2 separate regions of the Mus musculus genome follow, and region 2 is linked to region 1. The links are chromatin contacts, called in public promoter capture Hi-C maps. All regions are on one chromosome and are shown on one strand. Each heading gives the region's core, a stretch centred on a gene start, on an enhancer-like site or on the middle of the called end of the contact. The rest is flanking DNA. Distances are from core to core; before and after follow the strand shown.

Evidence for each region. Promoter capture Hi-C pulls out the DNA fragments that hold promoters and counts their contacts.
Region 2: a promoter capture Hi-C map of pre-B cells shows a contact between it and region 1, with 4 times the contacts expected there. The contact joins the enhancer-like site here to the promoter of Ralbp1 in region 1. A contact is called at or near these places in 5 of 39 promoter capture datasets (the 3T3-L1 cell line, the C10 cell line, the HPC-7 cell line and 2 more), 2 of 15 datasets of contacts at CTCF or cohesin (embryonic stem cells and large pre-B cells), 21 of 484 Hi-C or Micro-C datasets (B cells, the C10 cell line, the C2C12 cell line and 12 more), 7 of 115 datasets of contacts at active chromatin or transcription factors (embryonic stem cells, large pre-B cells, pro-B cells and 1 more) and 1 of 9 other capture datasets (embryonic stem cells).

The regions. Positions count from the first base shown.
Region 1 is chr17:65,882,299-65,887,169 of GRCm38.p6, reverse strand. It overlaps Ralbp1 (ralA binding protein 1), which reads left to right and starts at 2,247. Exons shown (of 10, transcript NM_001198949.1): 1 at 2,247-2,492.
Region 2 is chr17:66,217,510-66,222,380 of GRCm38.p6, reverse strand. No RefSeq gene overlaps it. Among named protein-coding and RNA genes, the nearest start is that of Gm20742, 28 kb to the right of the region's middle. Within about 2 kb of position 2,495, at least 3 of the 459 cell types and tissues checked have an H3K27ac peak or open chromatin away from gene starts, as enhancers often do.

The sequences.
Region 1 (4,871 bases), core at 998-3,497:
TACATTAGCCTGCCAAAGATCATGGGTGTTAATGGAGGTTATCAGACTTCTGGGACAGGGCTAGCACCTTTTCCCTTGTAGAACAGTGGTTCTCAAACTGTGGGTCACCACCCCCTGGAATCAAACGACCTTTTCACAGGGGTCACTTAACACCACAGAAAAACATATATTTACATTATAAATCGTAACAGTAGCAAAATTACAGCTATGAAGTAGCAATGAAAAGAATGTTCTGGTTCGGGTTGCCACACCATGAGGGACTGAATTAAAGGGTCGCAGCGTAGGTGTAGAGCAACAAGTTTTATGTTCACATCGGCTCTCCTTATCCTCAGTCCCGTGGGGGCGATGCAAGTCAGTTCAGATGAATGTTGCACAGGCAAAAGGTTTGCATCACAGCTGAAGAATGTTTGGATCCGGAAGTCTTGTGCTAGAGCTGTAGCCCAGTGTTTGCCTAGCATTGCTAAGGCCCTAGGTTCAATCTGTAGAACTGAAAAACAAACAAACAAACAAACAAACAAACAAAACCAAACTTTTTATAACGGGCAGCAAATAGACCTGCCTACCTTCTGTCCCGGAACACATTGCATTTGTTTGACATTATTAGCTTCATCCTCTCCCTGAGTTCTCTTCTGTTTAGCTTTTCTCTGATAGGAGACAAAAATGGTTCCTCCTTTTGCAGACCTCAAGTACTTCACTGCACCAGAACAGAGAGGAAGCTTCGGTTTAGTGGAAGCCTCGGTCTGTCTCTGTGGGTTATTGGCTCTGGTTGGACATGATGCCTAGTTCTAAAACAGTTACCAGCGGAAATGGTTATGTGGTGTTCCTTAAGGGGGAGGGAAGACTGCTGAGAAACAGCCAATAAATATGCTCTTTATTTGCACCTCCATTAGCACAAATAAATAATAAAAAAAAGTGTGCATAGATTACTCCTGGATTGGCTCACGTAAACGCGGCACTTAAAGGCTCTGCAGAAACTATGGCTCAGAAGGAAGTCAGTCTTCACTCTTGCTTTTCCCTCTCCCTTGCTGTGTCCCCCACTTCTCTGCTTTCAGCCTTATTCACTTCCACGGTGAACGAGTCACGTGATGTTACACGTAAATTACTCAGTTAAAAAAAAAAAAAAAAGCCTCTTTCCCCACCTCATTATCCCATATGTCAATTCCAGGGAAGGCTCCATAAAGCCCCGCTCAGGCAGTGCTTATCCCTTGACCAAATCAGAACTGCCAGCGGGAAGGAGTAATTTAACTGGCGTACTCACAGGCCATCTTCTCATGGAGGCTGTTTTATTGCTACAGGGGTTGTGGAAAGGTCCCTCTAGGACCTCAGTGTTCCACTGGGAGTGACTCTTTTGCACAAGGGGATGGACTTGTCATATTTGAGCAAAGATGGCTTGGGAGTGTAGCACACGATGGATCAGTGAAGAAGCAGACACTAGAAATCTCATCTCTCTTCTGACTGCCAATGTCATAAACCCAGAATAATTCCATGGAGTGCTGTTTATTACAGTATGCACCAGCCAACACGTTTTCCGTCCTTCGTGGGGGACTTCTGGAGGATACGCAGCTGTTTCTATTTGTAAGCTGAACGTGATGCTGTGCGGCTTTAACTCGGGTATGGATTGCTAACTGCGGAGGCAAGTGGGTGGGAGCCAGCAGTTTCCCGCAAGTCAACACACTTCAGGGGTCCTGCGGATTGCCCAGCCCTGGCCCCAGAAGCCTCCTTTCTCCAAACCCCCAGGCAAGAATTCTCCAAAGGAAGATCTCCGCCCAAAGAAGGCCAGCAAGGTGCTCCGCCCAGAGGCGGGGTGGGTCAGCAGCCCAGGCTGGTTTAACTGGTTGGAACCACTTAAAGTACGCAGACGCTGGGGGGAAAAGTGTCACTCTCAGTAGCTGCGGACACCAGGCCAGAGCTTGGGGAGGAACGCGCTTTCTTTCCAGCAGAGCTCCGCAGGGCTCCCACACTGTTTTCACTTGGATTCGCTCCGGTAGGTGTGTGTGTTCCACTCGCTCCCCAGAACACTGCGCAGGCGCCTGCAGAGCCTTAGCGTTTGGCGCATCCTCTCGCGGGTTCCCTGTTCCCCCTTAACGAGTTCCAGCTCGGGAGGCGCGGTGCTTTCTGGGCGTTGTGGTTTATGTCGGAGACAAGGGCCCTACAGCAGCGGGGCGTTGGGTTAACTAGAACTACAACTCCCGGCGTGCCCCACGCGAGGACGCGGGGCGTTTGCCCTAGCCGGCCCTAGCCGTCACGGCCAAGGAGCCGAGGACCCGGGAAGCCGGCTGCGGCGGGAGGAGGGCGTGCGCGTGCGCGCTGGGCCGGCTCGTCCTGTTCTGTCCCAATCATTGTAAACAGGCGAAGGCTGGGCGGGGTGGGAATGGGGCTCCCGCGGCCGGCCCGGGGTGCAGCGCAGGAGGCGGCGGTTGTGGCGGAAGCGTGAGTGCGAGGAGGCGGCGGCGGCTGCAGCGGAGCGGACGGTCGCTCGGCGGCAGGCACTGGTCAGTGGCGGGGAGCGGACGCTCGCGGGGGTCGCAACGCTGCGGCGGTGTCCGTGGGAGCCGTCGGGCGCCCGGCCTCGCGCCCGCGCCTGTCACGCAGCGTGCCGGGCTTGGGATCCCGGGCTCGGAATGGGAGTTGGGGGTGGGGGGCGTGGCCGCCCCGCCTTACGTTGTCCGTGAAAGCTTCACCCCGGAGCTTGCTCCTTTGGGGTGGGTCACGCCGCCTGCCCGACAGGCCTCCTTGGGAGCACCCGGGTGTGTCCTGTGTTGCTCTGGGACCCAGAGGCTAGTTGGGAGTCCAGCTGCTTCCTCGGACCCTTCCAGGCCTCGGGGCATCCCTGCGGGCCACACCTGGCCGGAGCTGCGGCCGGGGACTGGCCTGACGCAAGCCTTCCGGTTTATGGGTCGCATCTGCCTCGCGCATCTGGCTCGCCCACCTGTCTCCGTGTTTGCCGGGTAGAGTCGGGGGAACAGCTCCTGTTGTCGCCCGTGGCAGGCGTTGGGCAAGGGGACGACCCTGTTTGCAGTGGTACTTGTTCCAGGGTTCAGAAGTGTTCTGTCTGATCTGGAGTTAGGAGCTCCATTCTCAACGGCGTTTTCAAGCGTTTTCGTACCAGAGTGTTCTCAGTCGAGGCCAGCTTTCTTTTTCCATCTTTTAAATATGTCGTTGTGAAACAGGTTTGACGAATTACTCCACTTTCCAGTCTCCTGAAGTAGGTAGGGCTGGTTCAAGTTTGGAGATTATTACAAGGATTCTTCCAGAGAGAGCAGCGTGCGTACCCTAAGGTTTTTAGAGATCACAGCTGTTTTCATTAGAGGTCTGTGCTTGTGACAGAAGTGCTATAGTGTGGGCATTGAGCTGTTGCACTGCCCAGCTTTGGTGGTGTTGATGGAACGGGGGTGGGCTAACACTGGTGCTTTGGGGTAGCATTACCTATACTTGGCCGTTATTAACAAAGTACTCAGTGATAAGTTATAAGCCTACTTTTGGTTTAGTGTTCAGACAGCACTTTAAGGAAAGGTCCCATCACTTTCTGTAGTAGGAATTATCTCGATGATTTCAAGGTCCTGGATGTCTTCTTCAAAATGAAGAACTCCTGTTAGTGGTGTTAGCATTTTCAGAGGTCTGCAGTCAGTAGAGTGCTTCTTGTTTTTCAGTGTGTCCCATAGACCCAAGAGAGATAGGTTAGTTTAATAGCAGTTGCTGTTAAGTAAATTTTAAAACGAAGTATCTAGAAGCCAGCTGGTGGTGGCACACACCTTCAGTCCCAGCTCTCTGGAGGCAGAGCTCTGTGAGTTTGAAGTCAGCCTTGTTACAGAGCGGGTTCCAGTATAGCCAGGGCTAAACAGAAATCCTGTCTCAAACAACAAACAAACAAACAATCACAGAGAATCTAGAAACAAGTTACAATAGCTGAATTTGCTGTCTTTTTCAAAATGTGGTTTCTCATAATAAGTTTACAGGGACCATTTTCCTCGTAATTTGGAGAGACCGAAGTGGTGTTTTAAAAAGTGTGTACTGGCGCTGGAGACAGGACTCACTGGTTAAGACGTTTGCAGTGTGACTCTTGGAGAGTTACAGAGTTTGTTCCCCAGTAACTGTTCCCAACTGCCTGTAAGTCCAGCTCCCAGGAAACCCAAGACCTCTGGTCTCCACAGGCAATGGCCCTCCTCCCCCCATAATTAAAAATAATAAAAAATTTTAAAAGTGAATATTAACTTTATTTTGTACAGTTACACTTGCATAGTCACAGCTCGGGAAGAAACGATTAGGTCCACAACAGTATCCCAAAGTATGTTCCGTTATTTTCTTTTTTTGTGGTGGTGGGGGGTGGACAGGGGTGTCAGGGTCTCACTGTGGAGTCCTGGCTGGCCTGGATCCTTCTTCCTATGTGGATGCTTGAACTGAGAACACATAGAGCTTCCTGCTTCTGGCTCCTAAGTGCTAGGATTGGATGTATGCCCAGCTATTCTTTTCTTTTAAAAAGAAAGTTCCTGATAGACTTTATGCTAATATAGGTAAGACAGAACATGGGGAAATGCAGATGATTTAGAATAAAGGGGTTACTGTGTTTAGGTTCTCTGCTAAGTAAAGAGAGTTTGAAGGACATGTTAGGAGAGCACTCAGCCACTGTTTTACAACACTCAGCTTGCAAACTACAATATGTTTCTAAGATTCTGTAGAAAATATGGGGGTTCTGTGACTATATGCAAGATGTAATACTCAAGAGAAACAATGGAAGAGGGCAGAAGATAGAGGAAGGACATATATGTAAGTAGCGATGAAAATAAAGGTTGGGAATGCTCAGTGGAAGATACTTAACACTGTATAATCAATCAGCTGAGCAGCCTTAGAGATGATGGACAGTCATGTAGGGA
Region 2 (4,871 bases), core at 1,246-3,745, 330 kb before region 1:
GATCATGCAATCGAAAGCAGAGTGGAGGTAGGGCATTAAAATAGATCACTTCTTTCCCTCTCATCTGTCTGTCCTGGATGCTTCTCACAACCCATTGATTTCAGAATCTACCATCATATCCCTTGTACAGTCAGGGACTGAATGTGGGTGGGTTTTGCCTTAAAATCCGCAAGAGAGGATCCAAAGATTATATTAAAGACTTGTGGAGGCGGTAGGAAAGACAGAAGGAAAGAGGGAGAAAAGAGACTTCTTTTTTAAAAAAGATTTATTGATTTATTTTATGTATCAGTAGCTGTAAAAATGGTTGTGAGCCATCATGTGGTTGCTGAGAATTGAACTCAGGACCTCTGCTCACTCTGGCCCCACTCACTCCAGCCCAAAGATTTATTTATTATTATATGTAAGTACACTGTAGCTGTCTTCACACACACACCAGGAGAGGGCATTATCGATGCCCAGACACTATTGCTGATGCCAGCACCTGATCAATACAGATGCAGGTACTCACAGGCAAACATCTCATTACAGATGGTTGTGAACCATCATGTGTTTGCTAGGAATTGAACTCAGGACCTCTGGAAGAGCAGTCAGTGCTCTTAACCGCTGAGCCATCTCTTCAGCCCCGAAAAGAGAATTAATTAACTATAGGTGGCTAATCAGTGGAGAATTACCATCCTTATGAACTGTAAATGATTGCCAGGAAGACATGCTGTCTACAAGCTCTGCTTATGTTCCCTGCCAGGCTGAGCAAATAGGATGGAGACCTGGGCTTGCTTCACTGAACGCATTCACAATGGTAGGGGAGACATCATGAAAACGGCCTCTGTGTCTCCAATGACAGACACAACACCGCTCATGAGTTTATGCCACCATATCAGAGACATGAGGATTCACCAAGAAACAGTCGACAAACATCCGCTAGATGGCAGCCTAGGGCAGGAGTGAGAACAACGTGGAGCTGGCTGCCCAGGGACAGAAGAGATGTGAGTGAGAGAAGGGGAAGGAAAACGGGAGGGGCAGTAGGATCAGGTACGGGAAGAGACAGGAAAGAAGTACAGAGGGTGAGGAAATTGAACAGAAATATGTAGCAGTGAGGGATTGGGAACTGGGGAGAGCCACTACAAAGTCCCAGATGCCAGGGAAGCAAGAGGTTCCCAGGACCCAACAGGAATGACATTAGCTGAAATACCCAACAAAGGGGAGAGAGAACCTGTAGAGACCATCTCCAGTAGATAGACATGGCCCCCTGTTGACGGATGGGGCCACCCACCCATCTCAAAAACGTTAACCCAGAATTGCTCCCGTCTAAACGAAATGCAGAAACAACAACAACAAAAATGAAGCAGAGACTGAAGGAAAGAAAAGGCCATCCAGAGACTGCCCCACCTAGGCATCCAGCCCACCCGCAGACACTATTGCCGATGCCAAGAAGTGCTTGCCGACAGAGATCTGGTATGGCTGTCCCCTGAGAGGCTTTGCCAGCACCTGACCAATACAGATGCAGATACTCACAGCCAACCACTGGACTGAGCCAGGGGACCCTAGTGGAAGAGTTAGGAGAAGAACTGAAGGAGCTGAAGGGGTTTGCCACCTCATAGGAAGAACAATATTAACCAAACAGAATATCCCACCCCCCCAGAAACTCCCAGGAACTAAACCACCAACCAAAGAGTACACATGGTGGGATTCATGGCTCCAGCCGCATATGTTGCAGAGGATGACCTTGTCTGGTATCAATGGGAGGAGAGGCCCTTGGTCCTGTTTTTATTTCCTGCTGATATTTCTACATCACATGAATTTTGCAAACACATTATTAGTTTGACAAACATGAAACCAAAAGTGTTCTGCTATAGATTGGGGAAGCGCAGGCTTGGCACATCCACAGAGTCACCGCTAACAGGAGAGTTGAGTCCCAGACAGTCAAATGCTTTTTTTTTTTTTTTTTTTTTTTTTTTTTTTTGCTCAGGACTTAATGTTGGGTTTAGAGACAATAGTTGTAGATTTGAGTCCTTTTTTTAAAAAAAAAAAAAAAAAAAAAACGTGTCTCTACATAATAATTAACTATCCTTCTAAAACTGGAAGGAACACCAAGCTATTTGTTATTCCGACCGTGAAAGCGCGTGAAAGCACTTCTGCTGTCTGCAAAGCAGCACTCCACATTCTCGAGACAGCACGTGGCTCACAGTCAAGCGATGAGCTGTGGCCGGGTAGCACACTGGTTAGGTTTTTTTTTTTTTTTTTTTCCTTGCACTTCTTCACTTTTCATTTCTGATGTCTGTGTAAAGCAGGTGACAACAAAATCCGTCATTTGCAGAGGCCGTCACAGGTAGGTGAGGGTTCTAACACAGAGTGTTTACGGAGTTACCTTTAAGGAATTGCAGGGCCAGGGAAAGGCAGCTTTCTGCCTGTTAGTTCAGGTTCCTTCTCTGATGCTGCTGGGGTGTGAAAAGTGCCCAATAAGTGCAGCTCAGAAGAGGAGGCGGGGCCAATATGTGCAGCTCAGAAGAGGAGGCGGGGCCAATATGTGCAGCTCAGAAGAGGAGGCGGGGCCCTCAGCAGGCTCCTCAAGCACTGGATGTTCTTCCTTTACATTTGTCTGCAGGGGAGAGTGAATGGGGACAAGAAGTGGAGCCCAGAAGGTCGGGAGTCCTCAGAAAAGGCCAGAGGGCTAACATGTCCCCTCCTAAGCTGTCCCCCTCAGTCAGTGTGTCCTGACAGCTGCCCTGTGAGGCACGCATGTGATTTCTTTTTTTAAAAAAAAATTTTTTTTTCATTTTGCATGTATGAGTGTTTTGTCTGCTTGTATGACTATACACCACTGCAGTGAGGAACTAGAAGAATGTGTTGATCCGCTGGAGCCGGACTGTCAAGTGATCATTAGCCACAGCATAGGTGCTGGCCCTCTGCAAGAGCAGCCAGGGCACATAACCAATGCACTGCCTTGCCAGCACACCCATATGATCTTATTAAGGATAAACTCAAATGCCAGATTAATTTGTGGGTTATCTTCTTCCATTTTGATTAAATATATTCCTTCGGCATGGACAAAAGTTTGCTAAGTGGATAAAAAGAGTAGCCCATAGTTTTCTCCGAGGAATCTCATGGGATAGCCTGAGTTCTCGCCATGCCACTCAGATTGACCTAAAATTTAAAATATGTACAGTGTTTATTTCTGAAAATTTCCATTTCAGATTTATTTTCCTTTTGAAAAGGGTTACTTTTAACTCTGTATATGTGGGTGTCTCTGTGTGAGGGCACACATATATGTGTGCAGGTGCCTATAACGACCCATAGATGGCCCTAGGTCAACGTGGAACTAGAGTTACAGGCCATTGTGAGTCCCTGGACTTGAGTGCTGGAACCAAATTCAGACCATCTCCAAGAACAGTCAGCACTCTGCACCCTCCCCCTGCTCCACCCCTGCTGAAGACATCACTGCCTGTGATGAGCAGGCGTGAACTTCTATCATTTGTAAAACTGATTACTGTTGTTGTCTGACAATACACAGGATTTCTACTTTGCACACAGGGGCTTTCTTCCTGAGTTAACACTTTAGATTGAGAATCTAAAACCATGGGAGACAATTGTGGATCACCCTTGACCAAGAACAACCTGGCCTACAGTGTTCCCTAAGCCCATCCAACTGTTTTGTCAAAGAAACAACAGTACCAGTGATGTTCAAGGCAGCTGCTGAGCCAGGGGCAAGAGCCAAAGTTGCCTGCCAGCCACAGTCCTGCTTCACCACACCACTTAGCTGGTAGCGCCCTTGTTAGCATGGGGTCTTGCTATGCAGCCTTTGATTTTAGTGCGTGTGTGCGTGCGTGTTGCCTGTGTGTATGTCTGTGGTCCATGTGAATGTAGTACTTGTGAGAGCCACAGGATGCCACTCAATCCCAGCAAGTGGATTCACAGACAGTTGTAAACCACCATGTGGGTGCTTGGACTGGAATCCAGAGGGGGCGTGCCCAGTACATTTAACTGCTAAGCTGTCTCTCTTCGGTCCTCACTAGGTAGTTTTAATGAGTGCCCTCAACAGCCATGTGGTGGTTTAAATATGCTTGGCCCCGGGAAAGGCACTATTAGGTGGTGTGGCCTTGTTGGAGGAAGTGTGTCACTGTGGGGGCATGGACTTTAAGATCCTCTTCCGAGACACGTGGATGCCAGCCTTTTGTTTGCCTTTAAAAGATGTAGAACTCTCAGCTCCTCTAGCACCATGCCTACCTAGATACTGCCAAGCTTCCTGCCTTGATGATAATGGACTGAACCTCTGAGCCTGTAAGCCAGCCCCAGTCAAATGTTGTCCTCTGTAAGAGCTGCCCTAGTCATGGTGTCTCTTCACAGCAATGGAAACCCTAACTAAGACATGGAATTCCAGACTGTTAGTCACCATGTGGGAGCTGAGAACCAAACCCAGGTCCTCCACAATGCTGTGAGGGCTCTTACCCGTGGTGTCATCTCTCCAGCCCCCAAATATTTTATAAAAGATTTTGTACATGTAAATATGTCAACTGTATTCCTCCTTGTGCCTCACTATTATAAAGGTCAAAATCTAGTTCTATTATAAATTGAGTTTTAAACTAAGGTATTGTATTATAAAAGAAAAACATATGAGTCAGAAAGACTTGTTAGCCTACACTACCAACCAGAGGCTCACCTGCTTCTGTAACCTCACTCAAATGCTGCCTGCTCAGAAAAAAAACAAACATGAGAATGCCTCGTGCAGCAAAAAACTCAGAGTGAAGACAGTTGTGAAGACATTTGTCCTTTAAGAACTCCAGCCCCAACCTCCTCATTTTTGTAGAGGTTCTCAGACTGGCAAAGGAGGCTCTTGTCACAACATTTCTTTTTCTTTTCTTTCTTTTTTTTTTAAC